Regions from separate parts of the Mus musculus genome. Here regions 2, 3, 4, 5, 6 and 7 are each linked to region 1. A link is a contact called in public HiChIP or PLAC-seq, Micro-C and promoter capture Hi-C data. All regions are on one chromosome and are shown on one strand. The core of a region is the stretch at or near the end of the contact, and the rest is flanking DNA. Distances in the headings are between cores, read along the strand shown. Region 1 holds the start of Anp32a (acidic (leucine-rich) nuclear phosphoprotein 32 family, member A). Region 2 holds the start of Map2k1 (mitogen-activated protein kinase kinase 1). Region 3 holds the start of Zwilch (zwilch kinetochore protein). Region 4 holds the start of 1110036E04Rik (RIKEN cDNA 1110036E04 gene). Region 5 holds the start of Smad6 (SMAD family member 6). Region 6 holds the start of Lrrc49 (leucine rich repeat containing 49). Region 7 holds the start of Smad3 (SMAD family member 3).

Region 1 (3,484 bases), core at 713-3,212:
TAATAATTACACACATTCATATATATATATGTATATATATACATATATATATACATATATATATATATATGGTTCAGCTTCTATACTGACTGACACCGAGTAAAAGCCATCTTTCAGTTTTGTGACACTAAATGCAAAAGCTGTTCTTCAAAATTTGTAAAAGGAAGATGCTCCAAAATGAAGTGATGTCTAACACTTTCAGTTTTCTATTCTAATTAGTCTCTAACACTTTGGTTTCTCTTCATATGAAACTTCCACCTCTTCACAATTCTGTTTTCTTCTGTCCCTGTCACTTGAGCTCTTGGCTTCTTAGCAGAGGAGGTAGAATGGACACCTCCTTGCTCCGATGTGTTTTGAGAGTTATTCCTTGGAAAGGACTCTCTCACAACACTGCTGATAGCAGGTCCTCAACTTCAGTGTTTAAGAAGCAAGCGAGCATTTACCATCCAAAAGAACAAGAACTTCAAGACTTCTGCTATAACAGATTTTGTACACTACACCTTCTTAAAATATTTGTAATGAAAAACTATTATTGCTTTAAAAACCTTATCCAGAAACATGAGCTGATACATTGGCAAAGAGATAATTTGGAGTTCTTTGTGTTTTTAAAAGGAAACAATACAATTGAAACATTCCAGATATACAGCCTTTGTAAAAATTAACAAAAATCTAAGGATAAGAAATGTCAAATGAACAACGTAAAGAAATTACATATTTACCCAGACGAAATGGTTTTATTTTGTACTTCCAGCTACTTAGAATAAACATTTATCAGCTTTCAAATCCATTTGTTTGATCTAAAAGAACTAACTAAATAAAATACTTAGTTCTAATGTCTCAAAAAAAGAATTACTTTGGGGGTGTTTGCAGAAGCGTGTAGATGAAGACACATAGGAAAAGACACTATGATAAAGTTGTGTGAATAAAATTAAACATGTATCCCGTAATTTGTTCACAGCCGGACATCCACATAGTACCATGAGGTCCGAGGGCTGCCCATAGGAAGCTGGTAACCCAATGGGAACCAGGGCTGTAAAGGTTTCTTAAAAAACGTAACGTGGTCGAACAAAAACAAAACCCAAAGCAACTGTAAGACCTGGCGTAAGTGCCCCCAGTTAGCGACTCTTTGGCAATGCAGATCCAACCAAACGATTAGAATGAAACGTGCAACGCTCTCTCTCAAAAAATCCTATAAAGCCCGTCAATTATGTTCGGCTCTGAGAATCGGCAGTTCCCAGCACCTTCCTTTTCCACTTTTTAATATTTTATACAGTTCTCCATCTGCGGCCTTTCCATTCATTAATTGCCCTATACAAGATCCCCCCGATGACTCTCGGGGAATTGCTTCTTTTAAGACAGGGCATCAGATTGCCAAGCCTCTGGGGTCGAGATCGCGCCCTCGCTCCTTTGGATGTGGGAGCGTCATGCACTTAAGACTTGATTATTTAATTGCGGAGATGGGAGCAGACCGGTCGGAGGGGTTGTGCCAAGTGGGCATCCCGGGGTGTGTGTGTGTGTGGTGGGATTTGTCCTTCGTGCGCTCCAAAAATGCGCGCCCTCCTTGGGCCTGCCTTGTGCCCGCGCGCCCCAGGCCTCGTCCGCCCGCCCAGCACCCAGAGGATGCCCCCGCAAGGACCCCGCCCCTCCCGTGTCCACGCACCTGCGGCCCCGCCCCCGGCCACGAACCTTCAGGTCCACGCACCTGCCCTGCCTTCCCTCCCGCCCCCAGCGCGCAACCACCAAGGTGCAGCCGCGCTCCTCTTCGGCGGCCCCGGTATCTAAAGGGGTCCGTCTCCGGCACCACAGCCAAATGGCTGAGCCTCCCTGGCCCGCTGCGCAGGATGCCCATTGGACCCTGCCCCCCGCCGCCACCACCACTATTGGCTGGCGTCCGAAGCCTCGCCATTTGATTGGCTCTTGTTGCCGCCGCTCCACGCAAGGAGCCGCAGGTCCCGCCTCTACGGCGATCAGGTTAGTGTGCGCCGCGGGTGCTGGGGGCTCGAGAACCGAGCGGAGCTGGTTGAGCCTTCAAAGTCCTAAAACGCGCGGCCGTGGGTTCGGGGTTTATTGATTGAATTCCGCTGGCGCAGGATCCTCTGCAGAAAGAGAGAGCGCGAGAGATGGAGATGGACAAACGGATTTATTTAGAGCTGCGGAACAGGACGCCCTCTGATGTGAGCATTTGCCAAAAATATCTCTGTCGGTCCATTCTCCTACTTTGTGTTATGTGTGCGTGTGTGTTTTGGGGGGAAGGCACTTTTTTATGGAGGGGGGCTCCGGGGAAGGTGTGGGGTTTGGGGTCTGACTGCAAATGAATTGCAAGGTTGGATGGCGGGGGTGGGGGGGGTTGCAATGCCACCGGAGCATGTTTCGTCCGCCGTCGCTGCTGCCCTTGGTGTGTGACTGACTACCTGTGCGTGTGCTCCCGCGTGTGCGGGTATGGGTGCGAGGGTGTGCGTGCGAGTGTGCACCCAGCGGGGGGCCGGCGGGGCGCACGCGTTCGGGTCGGAGGGAAGGCGGCAATTTCACCCTCGTCCGAGCTCTCAGCTCCCACGACTTGCATCTGGATGGAAAAGATGATCGAGGGGAGGAGAAGATGGGCTGCCTCCTGGATTAAACAACAAAAAGGGGTTGTTATATTTTAGAAGCGTAACCCCCTTTCCGCCCCCTCCCGCGCCTGCCCCCTCCCTTTGCAGTCTCTTTCGCTCGCTCGCACACAATAAGTTTTGGGCTTCGCGAGTCCGGTATAGTTTCTGATCAATGTAGCCCGAGGACCCCGGGGAGAGCGCGTGGGGACCCGACTGCTGCGGAGTTGGGAGATGGCTCGAGTTTAAAGCGCGTCTTCGTTTCTCTGCGGGGATGAGGCGAGAGGTGGGGAGCCATATTTGTAACTTTGTCGTGTTCGTGAACGCGCCCTTTCTCTCCCTCCCTCCCTTTCTCTGTCTGCCTTCCTTCTCCTTTCTCTCTCACTCTTTCCACCCCACCTTTGGGCCAGATGCTGTCTTTTCTCCCTTCTTCCTCGCGGAAAGGGAGGGGGGGTACCTTAGGTTAAGGGGGAGGGATTGTGAAGTGTGCAAATGCTCAGATAATCCTCGCGCCTCCCCAACCACGAGCGTCGCTAATGTAAGTTGCCCGGAGGCTGCGTCCCGTTCTGGCCCCCGGCTCCCTCCCCAGATGCCAGCCTTGGCACCCTGACGCCTCATCGGCAGCAGACACCCCACCTTCCCGGTCCTTGCTTCTCCTGGGGTGGGCTCCCTGGCAGCCATTCGGCGCTTGGTTAATAAATGGGCACGAGAAACTTTATCAGAACCCGAGCTGCCCAGAGCTAGTGCCGCTGTGGGGACCGACCCAGTCTACATTCTTGCGGGCACGGCAGGCACGCAGCTCTGGGATGGGCAGTTCGTCTGGCCGTAGCCGTTATGGATTGGGCAGCGGCGGGAGTATGGCAGGAGGAAACTTACACCGGTGGGAACAGGGAGGCTGG
Region 2 (3,484 bases), core at 635-3,134, 1.9 Mb after region 1:
CCTGGCACATATATAACAGAGAACTGCCTGGTCTGGTCTCAGGAGGAGAGAATGAGCTTAATCCTGGAAAGAGACTTAAGGTTCCAGGGAAGGGGGGGCACTCTCAGAGGCGAGGAGGAGGAATGTGATGAGGAACTGTGGGAGGGGAGACTGAAGGGGGCAACAACTGGAATGTAAATAAATAAAATAATAAAAAAATTTAAAAATAATATGATTAAAAAAAAAAAAAAAGCTTGTGCTAATTCTATGCCAGTCTGGGTTACACATATAGACCCTACCCATCCCACTCCATTGTCTCACAAAAATATTTGTCCTGAAAAGAGTTGCTGAAGAATACCTTACCTTGAAAGAGGGGAGGGGGACTTGCAGTCTGTTTTACAGGGGGTAAACTGCTGTACATACACACTGAACAAATGCTAATTATGCTGCTCAAAGACATATGTTACAAATCCAACGTCAAGGGCAATGTCAAGGACCTAAAGAAAAGATGTGTTTGAAGCAAGTCTTAATAATCTGGCTATGCTCACACAAATCCACCACTACCAGCCCTGCCATTGATACTACTGCAGGTATCAATGACAGTAACCATACCAACAGGTCCTGAGTTATTAAAATCTAGGGAAAGGAGGGAGGGGGGTTACAATAATCTCCAAAGGACAGAATGCCTGAAGCTACTTTCATTTTATCAGATACCTCTCAAGTCTCCTGACCTCAGGGAAAGATGAAGAAGAAACCCAACAGGTGGGCTCAGAAACCCACCTTATGAAATAAACTCTTATCTGTCTGTAAGCAACACTGGCCCCTGCAGATACCGAGCAACCTTTGGCTTTGTTTCCCTGGTCATCGTTCTTATGCCTCAAGTCAATTTCCGGCTCCCGGTCAACTAAGCAAAGCTGGGAGAATAACCGGTGAGGGGATGAACTGTTGCATGAACGGACAGATGAAGAGAGACTCCTCCCTCGAGCAAGGTACTTCTCAAGAAAAAGGCCACGGATGAGGGAGTCCCCAAAGTGAACCAGGGAAAAGCCATGGGGAAATCTGTGAACACACGCCCCCGCTGGCCAGGCGATCAACCGGCCACAAGGCCCCACAGGTGTCAGGCACCAAAAGTAAATGGGGCTCACCCATCCCAAGTCCACACTCAGACCCCGAGGAGGTCTCAAAGGTTAATGAGAAGCGACCTGAATTTGCTCTGCGTCTTGTTACAGGCCAGAATCCCAGAGTATGCCCTTTAGGCAATAGCTAGGGGGGGACGCATTAGGTTTCGTTTTCTTGGGCGAAGATTGATGTCGGTGGCCAGGGACGACAGACACTGTTGGGAAAGAGGGGGATCGGGACTTGTAGGGTGCACGGTCGATGTGAGTCAGGCACCCAATCAGTGCTTAGTCACTGATAGCCCGGCGGCCGGAGTTCCTCGCCCCCCGCCAGCCGGGCCGTACGTGACGAAGCCTCGCCTGGCGGTGGCGGCCTCCCGGCCACTCCCGGTACTCACTCGGCCGAGCTGGTCCCGTTAACCGCCGAGCCATCGGGGGCCGGGTTCAGCTGGATGGGCGTCGGCTTCTTCTTGGGCATCTTGCAGCCGGGAAAGAGCCTGCAACTCAGCAGGGAGCGCGCGGCCGCTTCTCGCTTCCTCCCTCGGCTCTGCCCAGAGTCGGGGCGGCTCGATCAACGCCGCGCTCCTGGGACCCTCCGCCCAACCCACGCGGAGAACCAGCTGCGCGCGCTCGCCGGCCGGGAACTCTCGCCTCAGCACACCGGTTCCTCGGGCTCGGACGGCTCCCTGCGCACTACCCACAGCTCAGCTACAGCCCCAGCTTGGAGAAAGTGCGGCCACCGCTGCTCCGGCGCTCCGAGACGCCGCGCACAGACGTCCCAGTGAGGGACTGGAGGGTGAGGGAGGGGCGGGGAAACGAGCAGGCCCCGCCCCCACGGGGGCTGCAGCGCTTCCCTCACGCCCGCCTGACTCCGCCCCCGTCGCTTCGCCGACAGCCAATGGGGACTAGCCTCAGAGGCAGATGACGCGGAAATACGTCACGGGAGGCGCGGCGCATTGGCTTGGGGCGGAGTTAAAGGGAGGCTTTCCGGGCGCCCTCTGCTGACCAGCGGTATCCAGGTGGCTGCTGTACGAGGTTCTTGCACGCAGGTCATCTTGCCTTTGAGTGGGGCTGCTTGGCCTATTTATCTCAACTCTTCTCCTCCCTTGGGCTGGGTCATTTTGACCCAGACAAAAGTACAAAATAAATAAGAAAAGGACCCCTTTTCGTGTCCTGAGGCCAAGCGGAATTGAGTAAGAGCAAACTAAATTGAACAAAAGCCAGGAGTGCACATTTTTAATTCCAGTACAAGAGGCAGAGGCAGGCTGATGTGTACGCATTCGAAGCCAGCTTGGTCTACACAGCCAGGGATACATTGTGAGACCCAGTCTCAAAATAAAAGAAAACTTGTCAAGAGACTCCTTAAACTAAACTGACATGATTTTTCTATTTTAATTCTACTAAAATGGAGGTACACAGCTGAGAACTCCGTGCTGCAGAGGTGGTAAATTAGTGAAGCCTATTTTGAGAGCAGATTGAAGTCTAATTAATGGGGTCAGCCGACCTAAATGTATCCAATCTCATATCCTCTTTTTCGTTTTCTAAGCCTTTTGGCAAAGTCAAGTTTGGAGTAGCCTGGACAGCTAGCGCAGAAGTTGAGGGTGTTTCTTGCTTTAACAGGACTCTAGTTGGGTTCCCTGCATTCGTGTTTGGGCAGCTCACAACCACCTGTAACTTCCAGCTGTAGTGGATACCATGCCTCTGGCCTCTGAGGGTACATGTACTCTTGTGTACATACCCAAACACACACAAACATCATTAAAAATAAAGTCAGGCACACACTTTTAATCCCAGCACTCGGTAGGCAGAAACAGGTGGAAATCCCTAGTTGGAGACTAACCTGGTCTACAGAGTGAGTTCCAAGACAGCCAGGACTACACAGAGAAACCCTGTCGTGAAAAACTAAAATGGCTGATGAGATGGCTCAGTGGGTAAGAGCACCCGACTGCTCTTCCAAAGGTCCTGAGTTCAAATCCCAGCAACCACATGGTGGCTCATAACCATCTGTAACGAGATCTGACTCCCTCTTCTGGAGTATCTGAAGACAGCTACAGTGTACTTACATATAATAAATGAATAATCTTAAAAAAAAGAAAAATTAAAATGATGATAATAATAAATCAGATAAATCTTTTTTTTTTAATCACCAGGACATAAATAGGTATTGAGGGGCATGCACTGACCAAACGGAGGCAGGAGGATCAGAAGGCTACCTAGCAAGTTCCTCCTCTACCTAGCAAGTTTCAGACCTAACCTGGGCCACATGAGACACTGTCTATCTTGCCCACCCCTTAAAGACTCTAGGTTTAGTCTACCAACTTCCCATTTAGTCTATCAGCATCAAGATAAACAAATATTGTTTTATCCTGTCTTTCTGTGATGGTTGTTGG
Region 3 (3,484 bases), core at 320-2,819, 1.8 Mb after region 1:
ATAAAACAACCATAGAAGCTGAGAACATAACTCGGGAATAACAGTGCTTGCCTAAAATGTGTGAAGCCATTTCCAGAACCTCAAAAGCTGGGCATAATGGTACATGCCTGTAAGGACAGCACATTGGACACCGGGCCACGATGTTTACAAGTCCAAACTCAGAGATCTTGGGTTTAAAACAATAAAGTACTTAACACCATGGCAAAATACCACAACAGTTAAAAACAACTCAAGTTCCTGAGCTCAAAGACATTAGCTTCTTTAAAAACATCAGTTTTGTTGGGCGTGGTGGCTCATGCTTTTATTCGTAGCACTAGGGAGGCAGAGGCAGGTGAATTTCTGAGTTCAAGGCCAGCCTGGTCTACAGAGTGAGTTCCAGGACAACCAGTGCTACACAGAGAAACCCTGTCTCAAAAAAAAAAAAAACAAAAAAAAACAAACACAACACAACAACAAAAACCCAACCACTAAAACCCACTAGTTTTAGCTGGGCAGTGGTGGCTCCCGCCTTTGACCCCCAGCACTCTGAGGGCTGAGGCGGCCGGATCTCTGAGTTCCAGGCCAGCCTACTCTACAGATTGAGTTCCAAGACAGACAGGGTTACACAGAGACACTATTTTTTTTTTTTTTTTTTTTTTTTTTGATTTTTCGAGACAGGGTTTCTCTGTATAGCTCTGGCTGTCCTGGAACTCACTCTCTAGACCAGGCTGGCCTCGAACTTCGCCTGCCTCTGCCTCCCGAGTGCTGGGATTAAAGGCGTGCGCCACCACGCCGGGCTCTGAAACTATCTTAAAAAACAAAAGCACATTAGTTCTTTTCCTGTAGTAGTGAAAAATTATTACTGCTTTTGTAAACAGGAGGGGCAATAATGGCAGTTAAAAATGATAGCATTTAGAGACTAATGGGCTATACCCAACTAGCAACACCTTGCACCTAGAATTAAAGTTTTTTGTCTTCACATCAGGCCTACGAAATCAAAAATCTCAGAGGCTGAGCCAGTCAATGTATATTTTGGCAACCCTGTGGGTGATTCTGATGTGAGTCGCTGACTTAGATTTTCACACAGGATGTAGAAGTTGACAGAATTTCACTGAGGGAACACAGTGAATTTGTGGCACGGCTCACGCCTCTCATCTCGGCATCAGGAGGCTGCCGAGGAGGGTCGATGCGGATTCTGTCCGTTTCTGAGCTTGAGGCCCGATGACATCTAGCTCTCTGTGTCCCAGGAGCCTCTACTTAGAAGCGTGTACATCAGTCCAATCCGTACACTGCTTTGCCATCTTGCCTCCCTTGGGTAAGCTCGGGTGTTTTCTCCGGAGGCCGGCAGTAGCCTAGGCCTCCGCAGAGCCCTGGCTGCCTCTCACATCCCAGGTCCAGGAAAGCCGGCAGCCAGCTGTGGCAAACACCACCGGCAGGGGAGGGACAAGTACCATCCCATTCCCCAACCACAACTCACTGCCGGAGACGAGCATAAAACTCCTCCGCCGCGCGGTTCATTCGCGACCACATACCGCCGTGGCCTCCGTCCATTGCTAAGAAGTTAAACTGAACTGCGCGCCCAGACAATGACGTCAGAGGCCATGACCCCGCCCCGCCGGAACTACTTCACGCTTTAAGTTCGGTTTGTACTCAACGCTAACACATTGCTTTAATTTAGTAGAGCATCCCCTCAATTTACTATTCCAAAAGTCTCCCATTTCTGTTAGGGGGGAAAAAATGGACTAAAAGAGATGTTATGATGAGGGTGGGCGGGATGAGGAGAAAGATAATTCTCGCGAGAGTTGTGACGAGTTACGAATTATTCCGCGAAAAAGAGTCCCTCCTTTCTAATCACTCTTTTTAACTTTAAAAAAAATGAATACATAATTTTAACACACGTCACGCAATAATATTACCTTTTGAAATTTTTACATGTAGCAGAAAGATAGATCGTGTCTCTAATTTGATTTTGATAAGGGGCAGGATGCGGAAGACGAGTGGAAGGATATATAGAGTACAAGTGACAAGTCTTTCCTTTTCCTGTGGGAGCAGCCGGGTAGAGAGGAGCGTGGCCTTCTCCTCTCCCCGTCATGGTGAGTGGAGGTCTTCTACACTGGGCTTCCCCCTGGTCTGGGGGGCGGCTATAGAGGAGGGCGAAGGTTCAGAACATGGAATCTGCAGAGAGGAGACGAGGGAAAGGAAACCTAGCACCTTTTCTGGCCGGAGCTGAGTTGTGGGCGCTGAGGCAGCCATCTTAGAGGCAACGTGGGCAACAGCGCCAGGTGGATGGTAGAGGAACCTTTGGGATCTTAGCTTTTCTTAGTTCTAAGCTTTGCTTAGTTCTAAGCAGGGTTGCTGGAAGCCGAGCGTTTTGATGCCAGAGACTTGTCAGGGGTTCGAGATCGTCCGATGACAACTCCGCACAGGCCGTGGCGGGTCATGTGCTTTCAGTCCGGAGAAATTGTCTTCAAAGAAAAGGGCTGAAGGATATCTGAATTTATGCTTTCCAGGAAGATTGCCTTCACCTCTTTAAGACAATTTCTGGAAATGCATGTCTTCGTTACTTTATATGATGTAATCTAGACCTTTGAATCTTAAGCGAGTTTTCAGTAGTAATTAGTATATTGTTTTACCACGAATGTTTATCTGTAGATGGATTAAGGTTGTTCTGACCACAGTAATTTGGAGACTGTTAGATTCATCGTTAAACCGACTAGATAGGTTGTCCTATTGTGAGACGACTTAAAGGGGGGTATAGTAGAAGAGATGGTATAGTATCTGGAAGGGCACATGGGAAATAGGTCAGACCTAAGTGCTGGTGGAATCCTCAGTTAAGAGTCTTTCAGAGTATCAAAACGTTTCTGAATTTGAAGGGGTCTGGAACATTGGATAAATGAGCAGGCCAGCTTTGCTGAAGTTGGTGAGGGTAGAATTAATTTAACATGTCCTCATTAAACAGTATCTATGAACAGTTTTTATAATGTTGCTTCCAAGTTTGTTTCTCATTAAAATTGATAGATTTTCAGGTTGTCCTTTTGCTGTAAAACTATTGAAATGATAAACCCAGTGGTGGTTTACTGTGTTGCTTGAATTTGGGGTCTCCTGCAAAGCAATACTTGCCTCAAACTGATTCCACAGATTGGCCTGTATATGGCCTCAAATATTGGGACTTTTACTTCTGTATTTACATATTTGTCTCCAGATATCAAGCTCTTGACATTTAATTATGGGATGAATGTGTCTCCAATGTTGTCAATATAAGTACTCTTGATTATTTTTAAGTGAATCCATTATTATTATTATAACATTATATGGTTTTATTGGCATTGTATTTCCTGTCTCACACAGTTAACACCTGCCTTCCTAGTCCCCAGGGAGTCATATCTGTTTGCAAGTACTAATAATGTGGGCTTTAAAATCTAGGTTTCAAATACAGGAGATGGTACTTCCTCTGTTTTAGTTACTTTTTTTATTCCTTCCAAGGCTTGTGCCCGTCCCCTCATAT
Region 4 (3,484 bases), core at 693-3,192, 1.7 Mb after region 1:
ACGACGTGATGCTGGGGATTGAACCCAGTGAGGGCTTTACATATGCTGGGTAAGCATTGCACCAGCCAAGCTGTACCCTCTGCCCACACATATACATTTTAAAAATAAGTTGTGGGGTTGTGGGCCAGAGATACAGCTCTGTGGTAAGAGCGCTTGCTACTCTTCCAGAGTAACCAGGTTCAGTTCCTAGCACCTGTGGTGGGTATCTCACAATTATCTGTAACTCCAGCTCTAGGGGATCCAATGCCTTCATCCAACCTCCATGGGCACACTCACAAACATGCAGACACACAGAGAGACACAGATAAATATACAGGAAATAAGTAAATAACGGATCAGATGCAAACAGAGCACACAGTTGAGGATGTGAAGAGCAAGCATCTTTCTAAGCCCTGGGACCCTACTGGCACTTCACCTAACTAGAGGCTGAATCCCCTCAAAGATCCTCCCTTAGGGCAAGATGAGGGGCCTGGGCCCCACAGGAAGCACATGCTCTTTGCACCTTGAAACAAAGCTGCCTGGGGTCACTTAGTCTCTACTTGGCTACCCCCAAATAGCCAAGGTTACTACATGTCTCCCATGTCTCCATGTATCAAAGTCCCCGGCAAGGTCTTCTGCCACATCATCTGAACACTCCTGATCTAATCCGATCCCAGAAGCTAAGTAGAGCCGGGCCTGGCTAGCTTGGATGGGCCACGAAGTCCCTGGGAAGAGCCGCTCTTCCTGGGGAGCTCAGTAAGAGATGTGACCCGGGGAGAAAAGAGGCAGAGTAGACGCAGTGTGAACAGGAACCTGGGCAGCCAAGGAAGTAATGCTTCACAGAGTTTCTCTGCAGAAAGGCCCCATTGGTTGCCTCCATAGCCTTCCTCGGAGCCTTCACAGCTTACATACTGAGTGTTTAAGTGCTTACACACACACACACACACACACACACACACACACACTCACATTGAAATCCCAGTGGGACACTACAGTCTTGATGGTATCTCTCTTAAAGTGAGGAAGAAAAAAAAAAACAAAACAACAACAAAAAGAAAAATGGAGCTTAGAGGATCCCAAGCAGAGAGACTGACATATATAAAGAGCATGGAATGGTTAAGAAATTCCAGGGGACACCTTAGTCTTGGTGGCAGACACTAAACAGGAAGCGGCAGTGTAGGTCGGGCGTAAAAGTCCTGAGCATGAAAGCATGCATCTGGATTTTATGAGAGAGAAGGAGTTTTTGAAGCCGTTTACTGCAGGAGCCAGCTTGTGTTCTGCCTGATCTCTCACTTCCTGTGAGTGCTTAGGTAGGAGATGATACGGGTAGGAGGCAGAAATCCTGGCCTAGAAAGCCAGGACGCAAGGTTTGAGGGCCTGGTTGAAGCTAAGCAGACACTGTATACTGTATTTCTCTTAAATTGGATTATAGTCTCTCTCTTTTTATTCTGAATTAAGCTGTAATGGAATTTTTTTGTTTGTTTTATGTCTTTCCAAGGCTGAGTCTTTTTTTGTTTGTTTGTTGTTTTGTTTTGTTTTTTCTCTGTGTAGCCCTGGCTGTCCTGGAACTCACTCTGTAGACCATGTTGGCCTCAAACTCTGCCTCCCAAGTGCTGGGATTAAAGGCGTGCGCCACCAGTGCTCCGCCCCCAAAGCTGAGTCTTAAGGGAGTGCAGTCTGGCTTCAAACTACACAGCCAACGCTGGCCTTGAACTCACAGTTCTCCACCATACCCAGTGTGGGTAAAAATCAATAAAGCGTGTGAGGCCGGTGACTAAGCCACTACAAAAGAGCAAAGGTAAAAATAATGAGAGCTGTTAATGCAGCTTCACGTGCCCGTTGTACTGTTTTGTAGTATCCGGGGGATTTCCAAGTTCACCCTCAGTTACTCCTCCTAGCAACCCGAGGAGGTGGTGTCTTACTCCCAAACTTCAGGTGAGGGTATGACTACAAAGGAGTTGAGGATCTTCCCCATGACCAGCAGGAAGGGCAGCAGGACTCCAGGGACCTTGCTCTTCACGAGGTAGCAGGTGAGCACAGCCAAAGGCAGAGAAGGCCAGCTTGGACTGGAGTGGGCGTGGCCGGAGTAAAAGGGCCAAACCAAGCGGAGCCAAGACGAGCTTAGACTCAACGGCCCCCAGCTTGAAAAGGAAAGTATCTTCCGTAGAATTGTTCTGCCGGATACAAGCTCCGGGAAGTTTAACTATTTGGTGTTTGCTTCCAAACCAAACCAAACAAACAGAAAACCCCGCGGCGCTGTGGAAAGCGCGGAGGCCAGGTGATCACCCTATTTCCGGCGGGGGAGCCGGATTGGCCCTCCTATGCAGTGCCGGATGCCATGGCAACCAGACACAAGATGACTCTCCAGAACTGGCGCCACCTCCCCTGAGGCCTTGGCCTTGCTGTCCTCCAGGGTGATTGCCTAGTCAGGAGGGGAGAGGAGCAGCCACACCTCTGCCTGCCGGGACTCTGCTCTCTCTGCCTAGTAAAATTCCGGTGCTTCCTAAATCTCACGGGCCATCAAGAGTAGCAGCCCTGAGAAGTTGGGCGAAGGGAAAAAAAAAGCAAAAAACAAAATCCAAAATACGCTCAGGGGCTATCAAGGCACTTTGAATCAAAAACTTGGTGGCGACTCCAGCCGTGTGTAATCAGCAAGCCAGGGGCTTCTCTGTCGCATGCTCTAAATGGCAAGCCTGCTCCACACAGCGATTTCCCTGATTCTGGCCCAAAGTACAACCCTCCTCTTTCTTGAGCTCAGATGTTCTCAATGGGTCCTTATTGAAGCAGAATCAAGCCCCGAGCCTCTCCAACATCCAAGGCATTTCACAACGTTACCTTCTGGGAGACTCTGCCCGTGACTCATCCAGACAGTCACCAGCTTATCTTTCCTGAAACGCGTCCTGTTTCCAGGCTTGTGTTCTTGCTGTTTCATTTGCCTGGAATTTCCAGTCTTTCCTTCTGATTCCCTTTTGACCAAGATTTGAAGTTTCCCTTCCAGGAAATCTTCTTGGAATGCTTCCAGCTTCCTGGAAGTTCCAAGTCTATCCCCTCAGCCCAGGGATGAGCACTGATAGCCGTTGGATTTTGTTATAAGCAAAATTGTGGCATCACCAAGTTCATGTTGACTGACTGGCTGGCATCTAGTACTTCAGAACTGGGCTGTACTTGGAAGTAGGGGCTGTTTAGAAGTTGTTATGGAGGCTGGGGAGGTGGCTCAGTTAGTAGTGTTTGTCTTGCCTGTACCTTGAAACTGAATTTGATCCTCAGAATACATGTAGAAGCAGACATCATCATGGTGGTACACACATGAAACTCCTCCAGTGTCAGAGGCAGAGTCAGGGAGATCCCTGTGGCTCTGTGGCCAGCAGTCCGGACAGTCAGTGAGTTCTTAGCCAGTAAGAGACTCCTGCTTTGGAAAACAAGATGAACAGAGCCCAGGGAATGAAATCCAAGTTTGCCCTCTGGCTTTCACAGGTACACACATGTGCATCCCGAAAACACACAC
Region 5 (3,484 bases), core at 471-2,970, 1.7 Mb after region 1:
CGGCCGAGCAGCAGCTGCGGTGGCGCGGGCTGGCCGCCCAAGCGGAGGTCGGCGCGCGGCACCAGCACGCAGCCGCCCGGTACGCCGCCTCGGGACTCCACAGCCTCCAACAGCGTGTCCAGCGAACGCTCCTTGAGCCTCTTGAGCAGCGAGTACGTGACCGTCTTGAGCTCCTGCTCCAGAAGCAGCAGTCGCGAGCGGGCTTCGCGACTCCGAGGCCCGCCGCCCTCCTCCGGCTCCGGGGACTGTCTGGCTTGGGGATCGCCAGAGTCCCGGGGCGCGCCTGCTGCGTCCCGTTCGGAGAAGAGACAGCAGGTCACCGTCTCGCAGTCACTCTCAGGCAGCCAGCCTGGGCCTCCAGGCTCCGCCACATCCAGCGGGGAGCCCCCAGCCCCGGCCCCCGACTCCGACACGGGCCTCGGGAGGCCCCCTGTGCGCCGGCGCCTGCCCGCGATCGCGGCGCCTCGCGGTCCCACCGCGTCCCGGGGCCGCCGCGGGGCTACCGAGCGGACTTCGGAGCGGCTGCAGCCTCCGCCCTCTCGTGCCCGCGGGGCAGGCTCAGCTCGGCTGCCCAGGCTCCCATCCTCGTCGACACCACCGCCGCCGCCGCTGCCTTCCTCCCGATCAGGGACCACACGACTTCGCCAAAGTCGCCGCACCAGCCCCGAACGTTTAGACCTGAACATACGATACCCTTTGGCGCCTGGGGTGGTGGGAGGGGAGGCGGTCTCCGGTTACCGGGGGTCCGTTCCCTCAACGAGGCGCCGGCTGAGCGGGCCGCAGCCCCACATGAAGCTCTGCCGCGGGGCGCCGTGCAGACCGCGCACAGCCTGTCGTCGAAGGGGCACCGCAGGGCTGCAACATGAGGGAGCTCGCGCCGGGCCAAGCCGGGCCGGGCCGGGCCGGGAACACGCGCGTGTTGAGCCTCAGTCCGCGAGGGACCAGCGGGCTACATGGATCACGATGGGCCGGGACCGCTCAACTCCAGCTGCTTTGGAGCCTTAGGGAAGCCACCAGCGAAACGATGCTAGAGACACCCTGCATGGGCCGGCGAGCCTTCAAAAGTTGCGCGGCTGGTACACGAGCACAAAGCGCTTGCGTCGTGCCCCCAAATGTGTCTGCACAACTCTGCCTTCAAAAGCCAAGCTATGCTACATGGGCTTTCCCTGCAGGATCCGAAACTAAGGCTTGTGGATAACTCCCATATCCCTGCAACAAAATAAAAATAGAAATAAAAGCAAAGCAAGAAAAAGGTCCCAAACAAAACTCAAAATGCTTGGATTTTGCACGCACGAAAAGCAATTCCGTCTCAGGTCCCGGGCGCTCGGTGCACTTGGGGCAAGTCTCTCCTGAACGCGGGTGTCAACACATGAGTGGAAGCCGGAAAAAAAAAATCCCAAAGAGCTGCTAGGAATCCTTAATTAAAAATGCAATCCACCGAAGCAGAGGTCGCAGCCCGCCCCACGCTGCGCTGGGTCGCTTCGGGCGCCGCGGCTGCCGAGGTCGCCCCCCCCCCCCTTCACCAAAGTGCCTCCTGGTGGCCCCGCGGTCCCAGCGAGGTTTGGCGAGGCAGCGCCCGGCGGCTCTTTCTCTGGACTCAGCTCCCTCGCTCGTTCCCCCTCTCGGCGCTCTCTCTCTTTTTTGTTCTCCTCAAACGCACACTGAGGGCCCCCGGAGGAGCGCCGCGGAGTCATTGGCTGCCTCCCATCATATGCCAGTCTAGACACTTTGGCGGCTCCGCGGCGCTGATTGTTGCGCAAACAAGGTTTCAAGTTTCTTAACTCTTAAAGGAGAACACGTCCCATTGCTGAGCCCGAGGCTCCGAGGGGGCTGGTTCCCGGGGCGGGCCGAACGCGGGCCCCCGCCCCTCGCCCGCCCCAGCACCCCCGCCCCGAGGCTGACAGTGCCCGCGACTCACTCTCAAGCTCACGTCGTGCCTTGGGCACGGATACCAGCCGTCCCGCACACGCGCTAACAAACACTCACACCCTGATGCCCAGCTCTGCTGGGTGAACCCACCGCGACCCGGACTCCGAGGCGGCCCTTTGCCTCTCTCTGGCTTGTGCCCAAACTTGCAAACGCGCATAGCACTTTAGAGTCAGTCCAAACCCCCAGCCTCAGCGCGGGCTAATAAAAATGGGCGTGTGTGTGCGCCTTCCTGCCCTCCGTCTCTGGGGAGTTGGGGGGCGGCGGCGAAGTTGGGATAGCGGGTTTCTTCCGTGTCCTATGAAGGCTCCACGCACCCCCTGCCCAAAATTAGGGGTCTCTCCGCCTAGGCTACACTGGGGGGCGGGTGATCGAGGGAGCTCCAGGATAGCCCGAGGTGGGGACTTGGACAGGGTGGGGTAGAGGCAGGAGTGCTCTTGGATGGCTCCTCCTGGTCGCCCCGGCTCTCCCTCCTGGCGTCCTAGGCTCCTCTCAAGGCCAGGCGCTTTCTTCTCCCTTCGAGGATTTACCTTATGCCCCTTCGAGAGTGATAGAGGGGCGTGCTTTCCCCAGTTATGTTTCACTATAAAAACGGGGGCAAGTTGGGGACAGACTTGGGGACCCGGCATGGGAAGGGTTAAGGCCGCTCCTGCCCTGGAGCCGGCGCGGCGGGGTACCTCCTCGGGCGTGCTTGCTAGTCCGAGGGTGGCAAAAGTTCAAGCTTGTAAAGTCAGGATTGGCCCCGCGCGGAGGGGAAAAAAGGCCTGGTTCCCCCTCCCCCTCCCGGGCGTGGCGCCGATTGGCCCAGCCGCAGGGCCGGCCCCGCCCTCCCCTGGCGCGCCGCGGCCCCACCCCCGGCGCAGCACCACGCCCCTTTCCGGGCAGGAGCGGGGCCCCGAGCTCAATGAAAGAAATTCCGCTACTCTCATTGGCCTGGGGCTTGACGCCGCACCCCGCGGGAGGCGGAGTGGGGAGGATGGGGCGCGGACTTGTGATCCCCTTTAGGATACCTGTGCTCTGGACTGCTGTAGCGAAGGTGGTGTGCAAGTCCAGGAACGGGTCTGGAAGTGCGCTGGGGGAAGGGTCGTGTGTGTAGGAAAGATACAGACTACTTCCCTGAGTCTTACCTGGAGCCAGGTACTCCAGTGCTGCAGGGCCGATTGTCACACCCACCCTTCACTATTTTGGCCAAGGTGAATATGAGTAGCTGTCCTGGCCTTGGTTTCTCAAGATTCTAGGAAATCCTTACTAATAAGTGCATACATCAAAAGTGGGCAAGAAGCGCCCACACAAACTTGTCTTTTAGCTTCCGTTCATCCCTGAAGAAGTTGATGATCCTAAAACGCAAAGAGAGCCTACAGGATTGTGCACACCCATGAGTACAGCACTTGGGAGGTAGAGGAAAGAGAATCAGGAGTTCAGTGCTCTCCTGGGCTACACAGAGACCTGGAAGCCAGCCTGGGCCTGCGTAAGACCCTGTCTCCGAAAGTCTCCCAAAATAAAATAATAAATACAAAGAGAAGCCAATTATGTTCTCTCTTACGAAGATTTTGTTGCC
Region 6 (3,484 bases), core at 435-2,934, 1.7 Mb before region 1:
ATATTACAAGTAAATGGTCTGGGTGTAGAAAGAGGGTTCAGTGGTTAGGACCACTGCTGCTCTTCCATGGGACCTGAGTTGGGTTCCTAGTACCCATGACAGGTGTCACAACTGCCTGTAACACCACCTCCAGAGCATCTGACAACTTCCTCTGGCCTCCAGAGAGACACAGAGACGGATGCACAGACACACACACACACACACACACACACACACACACAAAATAAGAATCTAACACTCAATACGTTATTAAAACACTAACATTTCCTCTGCTAAGCTAGTTTTTCTTCTGATTTAAAATGAATCACAAAGTGAAATCCTCCTAAAATGTCCCATTTTATCCTTCCAGAGATGCTACCATTAGAATGATACCATCATTTTACCTATGTCTAAGGAAGAAAGCATTTCTTAATTAAATTATGCCATACAACCACTTTTAAGAAATACCTTCACCAGAAATGTTTAAATGTAAGGGGAGGGGCTCTTGTAATGGAATGACCTAAATTGATACAAGAGGGATGATTTGGCTTTATGAAAGTAGACAGAAAATAAAGTCAGCTTTACATTGAAAACCAAAATAAGAGACCCTCAGCCCCGAGGTCAGAATCTATATATAAAATATACAAGTATTTGTGTACAATATCTGACCATTTATTTTCAACTTAAATACAAATCTGCTTAAATCTTACTTTGTTTTTGTCAGAAAGTGACGACGTTTGAATAACCAGATGAAGTCCACAGTTCACCTGAAATGTAAAAGTTAAATTATAAAATGATTTCTTAATGCATACACACCATAGTATAAACACATTATAAGAAATGGAACACAGTCAAATATTCCATCTTTCTTTGCCTTTTCTGGTAAATGAGCATTTTCTGAAGTCTAGGAATCAAGTAAAATCAAGTCAAATGCTTTCATTAATTTATTTTTCAAAATGTCGGAGGCACGGATTTCACCCACCTTGTACCTCAGGCTTTGGAGCCCCGACATTTCTGTTGCCAGTCAGGATGTCAGTGCTTGAATAAAGGAGGTGGGAGTGTCTAAGAACAGGTTCCTTTCTCAATAGAAAAAAAGGAAGAAGTGGGTGGGGGATAACTAAAGGAATCCCAGTGTTTGCCTAGCAAACCAGCTCCACCTTCTGGGGAGCTCGGGCCCTGGGCAAGATTTTAAACACCCATCATACAATATTCAAAAACTCTCAGAGTGCTTTGGACTAGCCCAGGAAACCCTAGCCTCAATGAGACAATAGCTTCAGTCGCCCCGATCCCAGTAATACAGCCCATCACCTAGGACAAAGACGCCAGTCAGAGAGGACAAGACTACTATCGGAAAGGAAGAAAAATCAGGAAGGCCCAACTCACGTTATTTGCAGCTCGGCCAGAAACGGAGCGATATTTTCCGGGAATCATGGCAGGAGACAGTCCAGGATGTTCAATCCTCCTTCGAGGTAATCCTACAGCTAAGATTCAAAGAGACCAAAAGGGGTCATCTCCCAGGCAACCCGCTCAGGGGTTACCATAGAAACCACCATTTCCGGTCTGGTCCTCGCCCTAGATCTTTGGGCCGTCCGGGCGGCTAGCCTCGGGGAGTATCTGTGGGGCCCCGTGCGTCAGCACTTCCTCGTTCTGGATTTTTTTTTTTTTTCCAGGCCGCTTGAAAACAGCGGGAGGATCCGGAGGAGGATAAGACGAGGAAGAGGGAGGACACATCGGTGGCTATGGCAACCATGACTTCCGGTCCTTTCCTCTTTAGGACCCGCCTCAACACTGCCCGCGGGAAGTTTGATTCCCTCTGCCTGCTGCTGCCTGTTTTCCTGGCAAGATCGCAGGGAAGAGCTGGAGGAAGGTGCTCATAACCTTCCCATTTAATTTGGCCCTTCCACTAAGCCGAGACAAGGAAGGATACAATCCGACCTGGAGATAGTGAAGGGAAGCCAGCTTTCCTGAGGCCCCTGCGGGCAGAGGAACGGAGTGCGCCAGACAATCGATCTGTCCAAAAAAAAAAAAAAAAAAAGACTAAAGCTGTGAAGCTACTACTGAAGACAAGTCTTGCTAATAACCCCTTCCCTTCCCTAAGCTTCTTTTGACTGATACTGGCTGCCTTCAAGTTCATGTTCCTGGCGAGCTAAACAAACTTCCAGTCATCTCCTCACTGCATACCTTTCTGCCCCCACCCCACCCCCAAATACTGATTACATATTCCTTGCATCGAATTATCACTACTTGCTCTCTTAAAAACTTCCAAGCCCTCTTTGGGACAATCCAGCTTCCACCCTATGACCATTATGTGGATTAAACAGTGGCTCTATGACAGTGCAGAAGGAATGTTTAGTTCTAAATCTGAGAAAAGGTTGCCAAGAAGTTAAGTGGTCTGTAACTGACATTTTGACTTTGAATTGTGAGACTTGTATAGAATGACAGGGCTGAAGGCAACCTTATTTCTCAACTAGTCCAAACCTATCCATTTTATGTGAGGAGACACATCCAAAAATTAACTTCTTCAATGGCCTGGAATTCTTATTATACCTCCAGTCACCAGAACAATATTCTTTCTGTAATACTAACCTGCTTCCCACATCTGGGTGGATGCCTAAGACCCTTCCTTTAGTGATATTCTATCATCATTTGGAATGTAAACATATAATTTTTGGATCAAAATTATGAACACAACTTACACATCCTTGCATGATTTTTCTCCTTTCCCTACCATCCTATTAATACCACTGTCCTGAAGAGTTCATAGACATAATGCTGATCTTTTGGTTCCTCAGCATTCCTCTCTTTTGAGACTGCTCACCTGTTCCCGGCAGTAACCATAGTTATTCCTTTTCCCATTTTCTGGCACCATCAATAAAGTTCTGTCCCTTTTTTAAAGCAATAAGCTCAAATATAGTTTCTCCTGATCCCTGACTTACATATTATGTTTTTTAAAATATTTATCTTTATGTGTGGGGGTGGGGTGTGGAGGTTAGCTAAGGTATGAAATCATGGTGGTTACAAGAATAAACTTGGTGGCCAACTCATGGGTTTCAGTTATGGTTCTGCCAATAATTAAGCATGCTTCCTATGCCCAGGTTCCTCATCTGTAATAGAAAGATGTTATCGCATCTCAGCCAAAGCCTTTCCAGAGCTGTAGAGAGTTAGTTACTTGGAGTAATGTCTGAGGCACAATACTTACCATATTAATTAAGCATTGATTGTCATCACAGTCAACCCTTGGCCCATGTATTTTGCTTCTGAAGCCTGTGTTCAGCCTGTCCTCTCTTCACTAACTCATTTTCAGGCAATGTCTTGAATGCTAAAAACAGGGAAGCTCGCAGGGACACAGATGTGGTGCTGAGCTGAAGCTTGGGGGAAGAACTGGGCAGCCAAGTCAGCAGTGTGGAGCTGCATGAGAATGCGGGCGTTAGTTCATGCTTGTTGCAGCTGAAGCAATTATCTATCTGATACAATCTTTGATGCAGTGCTCTCAGCAGGCCAACTG
Region 7 (3,484 bases), core at 605-3,104, 1.4 Mb after region 1:
GCCCTCTCCTTTACAGGTGGAATCCACCCACTCAGGTTTGGGGGTTGTTAGATTTTTGCTTTTGTTGTGTTTTGTTTCTGTTTTCTTTAAGTGTCATTCCCACCATATGTGGTGTGTGCTTCTAGGGAAGGCCGACCCTGGGTTCCTGTGGACAGATGTTGTTTTGTGTCTTACTATCAGGGCTGGCAGCCCATACACAGCTGCCTTGAGCAGGTGGCCAAGGATGGAAGCTACCCCTGCCTAGACAGGTGATGACCTCTACTATCGTAGGCCTTCTTTCCATCCCTCTGCAGGCAGAACGCCCCCGCCCCCCCCCAAACATCCCCACCTGCCCCTCATCTGGAATCAGTCTTTAAAGGTGTTTGAGAAGAAACAAAACCAGAAGACTAAAGTGCTCTCACCGCATTGCCCAGACGCGGGTATGCTCTAGAAGGCCTTGGGAGTGAAGTCACTGACCCCTTCCATCAGCCATCTGTGAGCTCCCGCCGGACTCCTCTAGCCCGATGGGAAGGATAAAGGAGGTCAGGACAGATGGCAAAGCGCTTTGGGAAAATAGGCTCTACAGGAATGCAGGGCCGATGGGAGGCCAGCCCTGGGGTGTTTTGTTATCTGCCTGGAGCTGCCTGCTCCATTCTAGGCACCCGCATACTCTGGATTAAAAAGATCGCAAATCAGCAGGGGTGGGGTGGAAAGAGGGAAAGCCCCTACTTTCTGCCACTTGTTTCTCCCGCTTCAAAGTCGGTGCTCTGCTCTCCAACTAAGTGCGTGCGTGCATGCGTGCACAGGGGGCGGGAGGCTGGCACAACCAAATCTAAAAATACTCAGTAAAAATGCTAATCCCAAAGCAAAGAAAGAGCGAAGAAGGAATCTGTCAATCAACGGGCTCCCGCTCCTCACCCACAGCTGTACCGACTGCATTCCTGTAGACGAGGAAAAGAAGTGGGGGAACAGAGCTGAAGAAAAGAAAGGGACACACGCCACCACCTCCACGAGCGCGGGGCGGGAGGCGGCGGAGGAGGAGGGGCTCGGCCGGCAGAGCCGAACAAAGCGGGGCCTCCACTTGGAGCCCGAAGCCCCGAGAGTTGGGGGGCCAAGCTCAGAAACACCCCTGCTGCCCGGAAGCAGCTGGCGACCCTTGAGGTCTAGAAGCCAAAATGCTGCACGGAAGCCAGGTCTCTGAGGCTAGGCAAATCCGAAGGTTTTGTTTGGGGTCCCTCCACCCACTCCCCGTCCCCTACAGGCGCGCGCACACACGCGCACACGCCCTCCCTCTCCACCCGGGCCGCGCTAGGGGGCTGGGCCAGTGCGCCCCCAGCCGCTCTGGGACCCCACCTGGGGATGGTAATGCACTTGGTGTTCACGTTCTGCGTGGTGATGGCCTTCTCCAGCTCGTCCAACTGCCCCGTCTTCTTGAGCTTCTTCACCAAGCTCTTGACCGCCTTCTCGCACCACTTCTCCTCCTGCCCGTTCTGCTCGCCCTTCTTCCAACCCAGCAGGCGCTTCACGATCGGGGGGGTGAAGGGCAGGATGGACGACATGGCTGGCACCGAAGGGTCACCGGCGCCCCCGGCGGGGCTGGGCGCACTGGGGACGCCGGGGGCGCTCAGAGGCAGCTCGGCCCGCGCCTCGCCCGAACTTCGCTTTTAACTCTGGAGAACTTGCCCGGGCGTCCGGGCCAGGACTGCGGCGCTGCAGCTGCGGGGATCGGGAGCACGGCGGCGCCCGAGCTGCTCCACGCGGACCGACGGACTGACGGGCAGGCCCCGGACGCGCGGGGCGGAGGCGGCGGCCGCGAGACTCCAAGTGGCAGTAGAAAGTTTGGGTTTCCGCACGGGGTAGCTGTTTGGGTGCCGCCTCCGGGAAGGAAAGTCCAACCCCCAGCCAAACTTTGCTGGCCTGGATGGCTTTGGTGCGCAGATCCCTCCGCCTCTGCAGCGCTGCTCCTCCTCCTCCTCCTCCTCTGCGATCGCCGCCTTGCAGGGCCAGCCAGGGCCGAGCAGCCGCGCTACCCGCTCCTCTCCCGCCCGCTCCCAAGTCTACGTTTCACGCAGCTCCGCGTGCAGCCTCCTTCCCAGCGCAGTCGCCGCCCCCTCGCTGCCGGGGCTCCCCGCTCCTCCCCCGCGCCCTGCTCCGGGGAGGACCCGCGGCCTTCCCCGCCCAGCGCCGCCAAGCGCGCCCACGTGGGCCACCGGGTAGGGCGGCCGCCAGCTCTGCCAAGTGCCGAGGGACCGGACTCCTGGGGACTCGCCGCCCCACAGACTCTCAGATACCGTTGCAGGAACTAGAGAGGATTAGACTCACAGGGAACAGGCACTGTCCGTCAAGGGCTGGCTGCACTCCGGAGAGGACTCGGGCGCGGTGAGGGGTTCAGAAAAGCTCCGGGCCCAGGAAGTTGGGGCACGCTGATCTCGCTCAGTGGCCAGAGCTGCTTTAGGTGGTTTTTTGTTTTGTTTTTGTTTTCCTGCTGGGTGAGATCAGAACGGCCGACTGCCTGAGACTGCGGAGGAGGGAGTTGGAAAAGGGGAGAGGGAGACTTAAAAGGAGTTAAGAGACCTCAGTGACAACTTGAACAATAGCTGGAGCCAGGGGTCCCTTGGGCCCAGTGAACCAAGCTTTTTGCAGAAAACGGGCCTCAAAGACATCTGTTGCGTTCCTGAAGGAATGAATGGGGGTGCTTTAGGATTTTTCTTTGGAGGAGGGGAGAGAATTAACATTTCAGGGTGTTACTGAAGTTCCGAAATTCGACACCAAACAAGTAAGAGAGCTTTTGTTTACAAAGCAATGAACTCGCACACACAAAGAGCAAGCCGGAGAGGACTCGAGAAGTTTATTCAAAGTTAGCCTAGGTGGGAAGCCAAGAGAACCTGACTTTGAGTAGCCCTAGGGGCTTTACTGCAGACTAGACGAATTCAGGGCTGGTTGCCCACGGTCCCTCCACGGATTTGGGGCGTTACATTAGACCCTCTGCTCCTTTATCCTGTTTCAGCCTCCCTATCAGGCTAGCCCAGATGCTTAGAGTGTGCTTGGTTTTGCGCACGCGCGAACACACACACACCTATTTCTCTCCCGTGGTGAGAAACAAGTTATTTGCAAACCAAGATCCGGTGCGCTTTACGAAGCCCTATGAAGTGTGGCTCGTCCCACAGAGTCAGCCCTGAAGCTTCAGGGGCCCCCTGCTCTGTCCTCGAGGCTGCCCCACCACCAACCGCCAGCGGCAGCTTGTCAGGGGTTGTGGTTTCCCTCCTTCCACCTCCCTGGTAAGTCCTGAAAGGAAGACCCCTGAGGCTCAGTAGACCTCAGCAAGCCGGTTCCTGCAAACCAGTTAGATGGTGGCTGCAGCCTCCCTTCCACTTGCTGCTAGAGACTATAAGGAAGGAGGTCCTTTTTGTTTTGTTTCAAGACAGGGTTTCTCTGTGTAGCTCTGACTGTCCTAAAACTCGCTCTATAGACCAGAGCAAAGCTGGCCTCGAACAGAGATCTGCCT

What was found. Promoter capture Hi-C pulls out the DNA fragments that hold promoters and counts their contacts. Hi-C and Micro-C count contacts between places; a contact is called where the count stands out from the background. HiChIP or PLAC-seq counts read pairs in DNA pulled down with a chosen protein or histone mark.
Region 2: an H3K27ac HiChIP or PLAC-seq map of thymic regulatory T cells shows a contact between it and region 1, with 9 times the contacts expected there. The contact joins the promoter of Map2k1 here to the promoter of Anp32a in region 1. A contact is called at or near these places in 1 of 39 promoter capture datasets (erythroid cells) and 2 of 115 datasets of contacts at active chromatin or transcription factors (pro-B cells and thymic regulatory T cells).
Region 3: a contact with region 1 is called in a promoter capture Hi-C map of pre-B cells, with 2.4 times the contacts expected there. The contact joins the promoter of Zwilch here to the promoter of Anp32a in region 1. A contact is called at or near these places in 3 of 39 promoter capture datasets (erythroid cells, neutrophils and pre-B cells) and 1 of 115 datasets of contacts at active chromatin or transcription factors (embryonic forebrain).
Region 4: a contact with region 1 is called in a promoter capture Hi-C map of erythroid cells, with 24 times the contacts expected there. The contact joins the promoter of 1110036E04Rik here to the promoter of Anp32a in region 1. A contact is called at or near these places in 1 of 39 promoter capture datasets (erythroid cells) and 2 of 115 datasets of contacts at active chromatin or transcription factors (embryonic stem cells and thymic regulatory T cells).
Region 5: a contact with region 1 is called in a Micro-C map of embryonic stem cells, with 4 times the contacts expected there. The contact joins the promoter of Smad6 here to the promoter of Anp32a in region 1. A contact is called at or near these places in 2 of 39 promoter capture datasets (the C10 cell line and pre-B cells), 4 of 484 Hi-C or Micro-C datasets (embryonic stem cells and uterus) and 2 of 115 datasets of contacts at active chromatin or transcription factors (pancreatic cancer cells and thymic regulatory T cells).
Region 6: a contact with region 1 is called in an H3K27ac HiChIP or PLAC-seq map of bone marrow-derived dendritic cells, with 6 times the contacts expected there. The contact joins the promoter of Lrrc49 here to the promoter of Anp32a in region 1. A contact is called at or near these places in 1 of 39 promoter capture datasets (pre-B cells) and 3 of 115 datasets of contacts at active chromatin or transcription factors (bone marrow-derived dendritic cells, double positive thymocytes and large pre-B cells).
Region 7: an H3K4me3 HiChIP or PLAC-seq map of embryonic limb bud shows a contact between it and region 1, with 3 times the contacts expected there. The contact joins the promoter of Smad3 here to the promoter of Anp32a in region 1. A contact is called at or near these places in 1 of 39 promoter capture datasets (liver), 1 of 484 Hi-C or Micro-C datasets (embryonic stem cells) and 1 of 115 datasets of contacts at active chromatin or transcription factors (embryonic limb bud).

What each region holds. Positions count from the first base shown.
Region 1 is chr9:62,339,381-62,342,864 of GRCm38.p6, forward strand. Anp32a (acidic (leucine-rich) nuclear phosphoprotein 32 family, member A) reads left to right here and starts at 1,963. Exons shown (of 7, transcript NM_009672.3): 1 at 1,963-2,174. The coding sequence starts at 2,121. Gm20346 (predicted gene, 20346) reads right to left here. Exons shown (of 2, transcript NM_001378702.1): 2 at 2,122-2,608. The coding sequence ends at 2,544.
Region 2 is chr9:64,251,721-64,255,204 of GRCm38.p6, forward strand. Map2k1 (mitogen-activated protein kinase kinase 1) reads right to left here and starts at 1,885. Exons shown (of 11, transcript NM_008927.4): 1 at 1,493-1,885. The coding sequence starts at 1,572.
Region 3 is chr9:64,171,362-64,174,845 of GRCm38.p6, forward strand. Zwilch (zwilch kinetochore protein) reads right to left here and starts at 1,570. Exons shown (of 19, transcript NM_026507.4): 1 at 1,457-1,570. The coding sequence starts at 1,530. Rpl4 (ribosomal protein L4) reads left to right here and starts at 2,026. Exons shown (of 10, transcript NM_024212.4): 1 at 2,026-2,072; 2 at 3,463-3,484. The coding sequence starts at 2,070.
Region 4 is chr9:64,047,887-64,051,370 of GRCm38.p6, forward strand. It overlaps 1110036E04Rik (RIKEN cDNA 1110036E04 gene), which reads left to right and starts at 1,943. Exons shown (of 3, transcript NR_040713.1): 1 at 1,943-2,009.
Region 5 is chr9:64,020,339-64,023,822 of GRCm38.p6, forward strand. It overlaps Smad6 (SMAD family member 6), which reads right to left and starts at 1,721. Exons shown (of 4, transcript NM_008542.3): 1 at 1-1,721. The coding sequence starts at 686.
Region 6 is chr9:60,686,450-60,689,933 of GRCm38.p6, forward strand. Lrrc49 (leucine rich repeat containing 49) reads right to left here and starts at 1,685. Exons shown (of 17, transcript NM_145616.4): 1 at 1,363-1,685; 2 at 690-746. The coding sequence starts at 1,410.
Region 7 is chr9:63,756,140-63,759,623 of GRCm38.p6, forward strand. It overlaps Smad3 (SMAD family member 3), which reads right to left and starts at 1,855. Exons shown (of 9, transcript NM_016769.4): 1 at 1,333-1,855. The coding sequence starts at 1,538.